Regions from separate parts of the Gasterosteus aculeatus genome. Here region 1 is linked to region 2. A link is a contact called in public Hi-C data. All regions are on one chromosome and are shown on one strand. The core of a region is the stretch at or near the end of the contact, and the rest is flanking DNA. Distances in the headings are between cores, read along the strand shown. Region 1 has its middle 27 kb from the start of LOC144409417. Region 2 overlaps LOC144409417 (a long non-coding RNA gene).

Region 1 (4,320 bases), core at 1,784-4,283, 47 kb before region 2:
GGTTATGTGGCGCCACCCAAGAGCATTTACTCAACACAGAACCACATTTTCATGTGGTCGATGACCTGTGGTGAGACTGCGGCCAACAGACCTAACAGACCTAACCCCCCCATTTTTCAAAGCAACTTTGAAACATTCATTCATCATGAAGGAGTTGCATGAAGGCGGAACCGGGGCAAATATATCATAGAAGAAATGAAAACAGACAAAATCAGAGTGAATTACTGCTGGCAGGACGTGTAACACTAAAAGGTTTATCACATTTCAATCATTCGGGCTGCAGATGAGGTCGTGTTCTGAAACGCTGTCATGTTGGGCTTACTGAGCGGAAATCTTTGCATTTGAGGACATCGAACATTTAAGGAGTCTAAAAGCAGCCCAGATATTACGGAAGCAGCCCAGTTGGTAGGAACGAACGGACGTTTGTGGTGTAAGTTTCTGTGAACCGCTGATAAAGTGAATGTGTTATTTCTTTTAACAATTTGGTTAAAAGTGCATTGGTACAATATGCAACATGCAGATCAAGTGTCATAGCATAATGTGCTATTACTGAACGGGTTAAATAAATATCTACACATGTGTATCTATCCATTGTTTGTCGCTATGTTACATATGTTACAGGCTAAATTGGTAAATTGCATCAAAACTTTAACTCAATCTGTGATCTTTTTTCTGACCACGCGTGATAAAGACTGAAATGATTCATAGCTCAGAAATGTTCACATTCAGTGTGATGCTAAATTGGCTATTTATGCATCACTAAATTAAATTGAGTCACACCACTAAAACTTATTGTGACAGAGGAAACGTATTTTGAGACTTTGAGTTTGATTCGCAGCGGGTTTGCACTTTTAATCCAGGAAATAGCCATATGCTTGATGCCGAATGTTTGACATGCAGAAGCACTACGGCAAATTCCCTGCCAGTCAAGCAAATGGAAGAACACAGCACCTTAAAAATAGTGTGAATGTACTGTATGTGAAGTATTTGATACAGAGATCATTAAAAAGTTTTTGCCATCTCGGACATTCCTCAGGTTTTATTGGTGCAACCTGGTTTAGTAAATCACAGATGGTTTTACAAACAGCCAGTGGAGCCCAGTCCAGGTCTGGAAGAGAGGAGGAGGGATGTGTGTGTATATACAAGAATAGTACGCGTCGGGATGTTTATAGAAAGCATGGACGGGGAAGGAGCGATGGAAATTGTGTTGATATATGAATGAGGGAGGGCAGAACCAGATAGCTGGAGGCCGCTGAAAGTTGTGCATACTCACACATACCAAAGGCAGAGAAAAAAAAAAAACAGGAAGGAAGAGAGGAAAGTTGTTTCCCCGTCATGGCATTCCAACTCTCTTCTTCTTCTCCTCCTCCCTTAGTCTGACCCTCGCCTCTCTTTTTCCCCACAGAGAAGTTACACAACATATTTCCAGGCAAGCCAACGCGAACACACTTCAGCTACACCTCATCAGTTTCTGTGCCTCCCCTCACACACGCACACACACACACACACACACACACCACGCACGCATGCGCACACACACACGCACGCACGCACACGCACGCACTTGTCAACTGTGAAATATGTTCAGCAGATCTCCTCTGCTGGACGTTACACAGACTCTCTAACGTGTTGAGAACCTTCTCATGCCCTGATCATCCTCTCTCCCTCTGTTGCTCACCCACCTCCCCCTTTTCTCCCCTTTCATCTCTCAAACAAACACCCCGTTGCATTAATCAGGGTTTTCTTTTCTCCCCTCCCTGCCACCCTGACAATGGCTCTGTTTTACATCACTGATTGGGGATGTGCCCCCCCATTCACACACACACACACACACACACACACACACACACACACACACACACACACACACACACACACACACACACACTCTCAACCCCAACTCTCTCTCTCTTTCCCTCCCTCTCGCTGCTGACTGTGTTTCCCATCATGCAGCAGTCACAGGGAAGGGGCTCGGTGACGGGGCGAGGGGCCGGGAGCTTGACACCAAGGTCAGCCGTGTAAGGGGCGGCGGGTGGACGACAATAGGCCTCCCCGACACCCGGAGAGAAAAGATGCACAGCGAAGAGGCCGGGTATCAATAACGGGTTTGACAAAGCGCTTTGTGAACTCTACTGTTTCCTCCACAGGGTCTTTCTTTGTGTATTGAGTTATGATGCTAACAGTGGTATATTAGCATTTAAGGCTATGAGGCTAATGTCTTGTTTTTTTTGCATGTTCAAAGTTTGTTTGTTCTCATTACACAACGTGACCCTCCTCCAGAACTTTATCCCTCAGGTGTTTGGAGAGCTCTTAGGGCTTCATGGGCCCCCTTTGTGCTCAGGGGGGCTGCAGGCTTTTAAGACTGAATGTAAACCTGGGAGTTGTTGGGACTGACTTTTGACACTCAGGCGAGTCCTGCTTTGCTCAACCGGGACCAGCCAACCAAAGAAATGGTGTCATTCCTTTCATCTGCACACTGAAAGAGTCATTCAAGCTTTTTTTTTATGTCTTCCAGGCTTGACTAATGCAACGCACTGTATTCTGTATCAGCGGGTCAAACACATCTGGTTACCTGCGAGTTTTACAGTTGATTTTAATGTTTTACTGCGCTTTTTTACAGCCTTGAATGGCCTGGCTCCTTCGTATATCTGCTGACTCCCTATGAGCCTCCGGGACCCTCAGCTGTGGGACTCCCTGTCTGGAGATCTAAGGCCGGCAAATTAAACATAATCTCTTAAATCTTTTCTCAAGGCTGACTTTAATTCTATTACGTATAACTGACGGTACTTTTTGTATGTGAAACTTGCGCCTCAGGTTTGGGGCGTTTGGTGTGTAGGAGCCCCGGGCATGAAACAAAAGTAGGAGAAAAATAAGAGTTTTGCATTAAACACTTTATCCTTCTAAGTGACATTTGAGCCTCACACGCACCACCTTGATGGACAACCACGACATGCAGCATAGACATTTGTTGTTGGCTTAAAGTCAGTAGGCCTGAGGGTTAGTGTGTGACGTCTGTTTGTTATTACCTGACAGTGTGAAATACTACAGGGTTAAATCTAATTCACAGGCCCGATCGGTCACACTGCGCTGCCCTAAATATCACGGGGGGATTTACCGTTTAATCCAAGGCTTCATTGGCAAGCTATTGAATTGAATTAAGAAGTCAAATTTTGGTTACATCATGCGTCATTAGTGACTAGCAAGGGGAACGAAGAAGATCTGTGTGTATATGCCCGCGCATATTGTGTATGCACATGTGCTTAACAAGTTTTTTGCCGTGCCTCATCCTTCGCTGATCCTCAGGAGTTTGGCTAAACCACATCGAGGCAACGGCGTGCTGGCTCTGTTAGCTCCGTTAGCTTTCCTTCAGTGGATTCGGTCTGGGTGGCCGACCGAGGTGTCGAGGCTGGAATCGGCTGAGAGCCCAGGGATTCGCGCGGCGCGCCACCTCGTCAACGCGTCCTGGTTGAGTGGCGGCCTCTTTGCCAGCCCTGGCGAAGCCGCCGGAGTGGGGCGGACTTTCCTCCAAACAGGAGTTGGACGGTAGCAAGGGAAGGTGAAGGGGAGTCAGACAGAACACCAGAGGTTGATCATGCATGGCGGGGCCTGACAGAGTGAGCTAGCGATGGGCAAAGGAAGGGGGAGAGAGGGTGCGGGAGGGGTCTATTGGCTTTTAATGAGAAGTGAAGCCCCCTCCTCCCCCCCACCCACTCACCCCCTTTACCAAAATTACACCACTGTGGTGCAATGAGCGTATAGAGGAGGTGGTTAACTAAGAGAAAAGTAAAGCTGTGGAAATAAAATGCTAATTCACCATTGGCCTGGGCAAGAGGGGTGGCGGTATGGCCGGGCGGAGGGCGGGGGTGATGACAAGAGGCAGGGGGGTGGAGGTGGAACAAAATGCAAGGGTGTAGCGTGCAAGAGATATTTTGAGAAGGGGGCTTTAGAGTAGGTGTGTGTGTGCATGGGCACGGCTGGAGGCTGGAAACAAAAAGGCCCTTGGACCCCTGGAGGCCTCAGGCGGAAACGTAACCCCCGTGTTGCATGCTGCTCTGATTTAGAGCCCTGAAAGCCCTCGATGGATTTAACCCAGAGACTGTCGGACAGTGACATAAACACTCAAGCAGCTCAGTCCTCCCTAAAACGTCCAATATTTAAGTGCAGAGACGCATGGGCCCCCCACCGCCGGCGTCGCTTTAAAGCGCATTTATTTGGGAAACAAACTATTCCGGAGGTTACGGCGGAACTTCGAATTTAACATATGCACATTGTTCACGGAGCAAAAGTTGATTTATTCTGACAAAATATGTAGAATAATCT
Region 2 (4,412 bases), core at 1,184-3,683:
GATGAAGGGGTTGTAGAGAGAGAGAGAGAGAGAGAGAGAGACACAGTTCGGCGTGGAGAGGACAGCAGGACGGAACAGTGCTTCCATTGTCTATTTGGCCTGGTTAACATTTTAATGAAGAAGCTGCATCCAGAGCCCACTGACTCACACGATGATTAACACTTTGCAAATACGCCTGCACACAATACAACAGCTAACCACCAACCCATCGGCATGAAGACACACTGTGGACACATACCAGTGGAGCGCACATTGGAGGACACTCATGACATGGATTCATGTGAATGACTATTTAAAGTTTATTAAAAGTTGTCTTTCAATATTACTATACAAGTTTTACAAGTCAAATCTAATTTTGTAAAATTACAAAAGCAAAACTGTTTTATGTCACTTGTGTTGTTCACCACATGACTCCTTCCAGCGTTGCTAACCCCAACAAAATGAGTTAAATTAATTTCAACCACATTGCATTGCCAGACCCAACTAAGTACTTTTATTGAGAAAACCTAATGTCTGCAAAGAACCATGACAAAAAAAATCTTCAATACGGTCTACAGCCCTGGATAAAAAAAAACAGAAACATATCAGAGGAACAAAACATATGGACCATCACGTGTACGTTGACATGCCGTCCTGACACGTTGAAAATGACCTTCCATATTCAAACCATACCGCTGCTGACGGACTGGGCAACGTTCCCCATGACTCACAGCCCAAGCCTACAGCTTCCATGCCCATAATAATAAAGATGATTGGAGTAATTTGCAGCGGAGACCAGTCGCAACAGACTTGGATGTTTTAGAGGAAGTGAATTTGAATGTTTATTTTCTTTCTCTTCTAAGAAATGCAATTTTCTATGACGAAAGGGCAATTTTGAAATTGCGGGTGAAATAAGCATAAAGATTGACTCCAGGATTGACCCTCCATCAGTGAACCCCTTTCTCAGTGCAACAGGATGTGAAGAATTCTGAAACGTTTGTAGATGTTAAAAACGTACAAGGAGGATTTCAAATGAGCTCAAACGGAGCCCCCTCTTTCGCATGCACATATATTATCCGACGGACGTCAATCTGCGACACATATGTTCACGGAGCTACGCAGGGGTTGTTTTCAAACCACATGCAAATGTTTTCAAAGGGGAGTCTGCAGGAAACACGTAAGTCGGCAAAAGTTCAGTGTGCCTTTCGGGCTGTGCTGGATGCTCTCTCCCTTTTTATCTTTCTCCTTTTACTTCTTTCTTTTATCCTTCTCTCTCACACGCATTCGCAGCACAACATAATGTCTTCCGCAGCTGTCTCCCCGGGGCAGGCGGCGTAAAGGGGTGATATGATGAAGAGGGTGAAAGAGAAAGAGAAGAGGAGGAGGGTGGTGGTGGTTGGTGGGGGGGGGGACCTTTGGGGGTCGCCGCCACTGGAGTTGGATTCCTTCACACCAGTTGTTGAAAGCCTCTCTGCACGCGTGGGAACGTGTTTGTGTGTGTGTGTGTGTGTGTGTTGTGCACGGTGTTTCCCGTTCGCCTCGGCTGCCGCATGGACGTGATTGTGTGCTGTGGGGGGGGGGAGTCTTGACCAGGTGTGTTAGATCACATATACGCACCTTCATAGCCAAACACACAGCCGAGGAGATCCGGATAAAGGGATAAAAAAGAAGGACATATATATGTAGACTCTATACATCTTTTTGATGTACTGTCCATGTCCAAGTAACCAATGGCTGTATTATTCTAAGACTTGGGTTGAACTGAGCATGTCTGCTTTGCTACTTGTGTCACATCAACATGGCCAAAGTGGAACACTGTCACTCTGCAGTGGAATTCCTACTGCATTACCATAACTATATTATATAGTTACTGTAAAAGTTTCACTGCTGTCCCAGCTATCAATTATGGGTTTCATGGCCCGCCCCCCTACATTCCTATTGGCTTATGAGCCTATTTTGTAGACATTTTCCACTAATCTATTCTGCGTAATGTTTTTACAAGAATGTGTTCTTAGATGACAAACTATTATTACCAGTACTAATATTTTTGCTTGGACTCCAGTTCTTTGGTTTTACTGGGACCTGCTGAGTGTGTATAAGTTAAGACTGGCTCTGCGTACACGTACACATCAATGTTGACAATTTAGCACAATAAGAACGTATCGGTCGCGGTGGACACGCGGCAGATCATTTCGCTTTGAATGCAGGACTACTTTTAAGAGTTGTCATTACGGCACTTAATCATTTCATGCTTCCCACTACGAATGGGCAACATTGTCATGTATAACACATTACGAAAGGCTGCCTCATCGTCAACAACACATTGTGTCTTTTGATAGGTGTTATGTCACCACTGACACAACACCCCTGAAATGTTTATTGCTGCACATGAGATGCACCCCGTCTGGCCGCGTATGCAACATTATGCAATCTCACTCAACTATTAATATGCAGTATGACACAGAGTGTACTAAATGTACTGAATGAATGGAATGTTCTGGTAACCGGTCCTCCCGTTCATTCCCTCGAGACCTTTCGCATCACCTGGCAGCCGGCCGGCAAAGTTCCCGCCATAGTGTTGGCCGGTTAGCGCTCGCGGCCCTTGAAACGTACATTTGCAGTCCCCTCCACAAGTGCACACTCAGAAATCAAACGCACACGTGCAGAGCGAGTGGGCTCGGAGGTGCCCGCCGTTGTTCTGTGGCTCGCCGAAGCAGCTCCTTCCCGCTCTGATTCCTCCCCGAGGCCACGCCAAGGAACCAGGCGCTTCAGCAGCACCGCCGCCGGGGTCCCACCAACCAAGAGAAAGACGGAGAGACCTCCATCACGGCCACGCCACAGCCATTATGTGCAGATTGAATGGAATCTGATGTGGAGGATGTGGCTGGCTATCTCATTTGCTGTTTATGTAACAGGGGTGGGGGGAGGAAACACAGAATAAAGCCTGTCCGTTCCGGGCCTTTTGTCTATGCAACTTCCCAACGGCTTAATGAGGGTTAAACAGAGCCGTCGCAGACAAGATGACCAAGCTCTTAAGGTTGGTGTGAACAAGAATTCAGTGTAAACACAACCAGGAGGGCCGGCTGTTGTTTTCTAGGAGGCAGCACACAACTATCCATGATAGTAGTGAGTCAGGATTCCAGTGACCCCCCCCCCAAGGGCAATGCTTTGTGTTAGACTGCCCCCTAGTGTTGTTGAGTGTCCTCCGGCTCCTCTTTCACCTCCTCCTCCACCTTTTCCCCCTCCTCTTCTTTCTCGGCTGTCTCTCTAGCCCTTTCTTTGAGCATGAAGTTATCTAAAAGGTATTAGCACCAGGGGAATGAATCCTGAGTGAAACCAGCAGATGTGGAGGTGATAATGAGTCAGAGTCATCCCGTTCTTGGCTCGGGAAGTTTTCCCAGACTTTATATGCTCAGTCAGCTAAATGGATAGAAAAACAAATGCTTGGGGAGTCAGAGCAAGCTGAATGTGTGTGTGCACGTGTGTGTGTTTTAATGGACGCTGAAAGATTGAAAGATCATGGTTGCTGAAGCTCTTGCAGCCCACACAGAATATTAATAATTCCCAGATTTTTAGGTCATTGTCAAACTGATACGTCACTTTCATTTATTCTCTTCCTGTTTTTGTCAGCTTGTGCTTCACTCCCATTTCCACCATCTAGGCCATCAGGACAGTTTTAACAGTGCAAAAGGCGACATTGGAATCTCTGCTGGCCAACATTTATTATTTTCAATTTATTTTTAAGGTTTATTAAACCGGAAATTTGGGCGCTTTGGAAACTGCTGCTGGAGTAAATCAATTTTTTTGAGATATGATCTTTTTTCTTTCTCCCGCCAGAGAGATTTCACTAAATCCTTTCCTCCACTAGATTCGTCTGACAGCTGCAATTCTTACTTTGCAGAGGAGCCTTTAGCACACAGAACCTCAGATGAGCTCATACCGTGCGGTACCAGGCACACATCGGAACTACCCAACATGGCACCACCTACAACTCTGAAATATGGACTTGTAGAGCTTGCTATATATACAACTTTTGACACCACTGGCAATATGGTATTTGAACGTGCAAACCTCAGGCTCAAATGTGGGATTTGTGTTTGGGAAATGATGCGAGGTTCCAGGGTTGTTTGTATTGTCACTGTGAAACAACTGAATGCAGATGGGAGACTCATTAATCTACTTTACAACAAAGCCCACAAAAAGTAAATCAGCTGCGGGTGGCACATCATGTAACCGATGTCATCCATGCTCAGTAGTTGGTTGTAATACCGTGCACTTCCCACGCCACTTGTATGTTTCCAGTCAGGAAAAACTGTCTGAAAAACTTAAAAGAGTCTTTAATTCTTTTTTTGGTTCCCTCCAAAGACGTTGACTTGACCATGTGAGGTCAGTCGATGAGGTCGGGCCTCCTACGACTAGTGAGGGGAAAGTTT

Evidence for each region. A called contact is a pair of places that touch in the nucleus more often than the background predicts.
Region 1: a Hi-C map of liver shows a contact between it and region 2, with 2.1 times the contacts expected there. The contact joins two enhancer-like sites. A contact is called at or near these places in 5 of 6 Hi-C or Micro-C datasets (liver, skeletal muscle, tail fin and 1 more).

The regions. Positions count from the first base shown.
Region 1 is chr6:6,315,719-6,320,038 of fGasAcu3.hap1.1, reverse strand. No RefSeq gene overlaps it. Among protein-coding and RNA genes, the nearest start is that of LOC144409417, 27 kb to the right of the region's middle. Within about 2 kb of position 3,033, at least 2 of the 9 cell types and tissues checked have open chromatin away from gene starts, as enhancers often do.
Region 2 is chr6:6,267,797-6,272,208 of fGasAcu3.hap1.1, reverse strand. The region is part of intron 1 of LOC144409417 (a long non-coding RNA gene); the gene reads left to right. Among protein-coding and RNA genes, the nearest start is that of LOC144409416, 2.9 kb to the left of the region's middle. Within about 2 kb of position 2,433, at least 2 of the 9 cell types and tissues checked have open chromatin away from gene starts, as enhancers often do.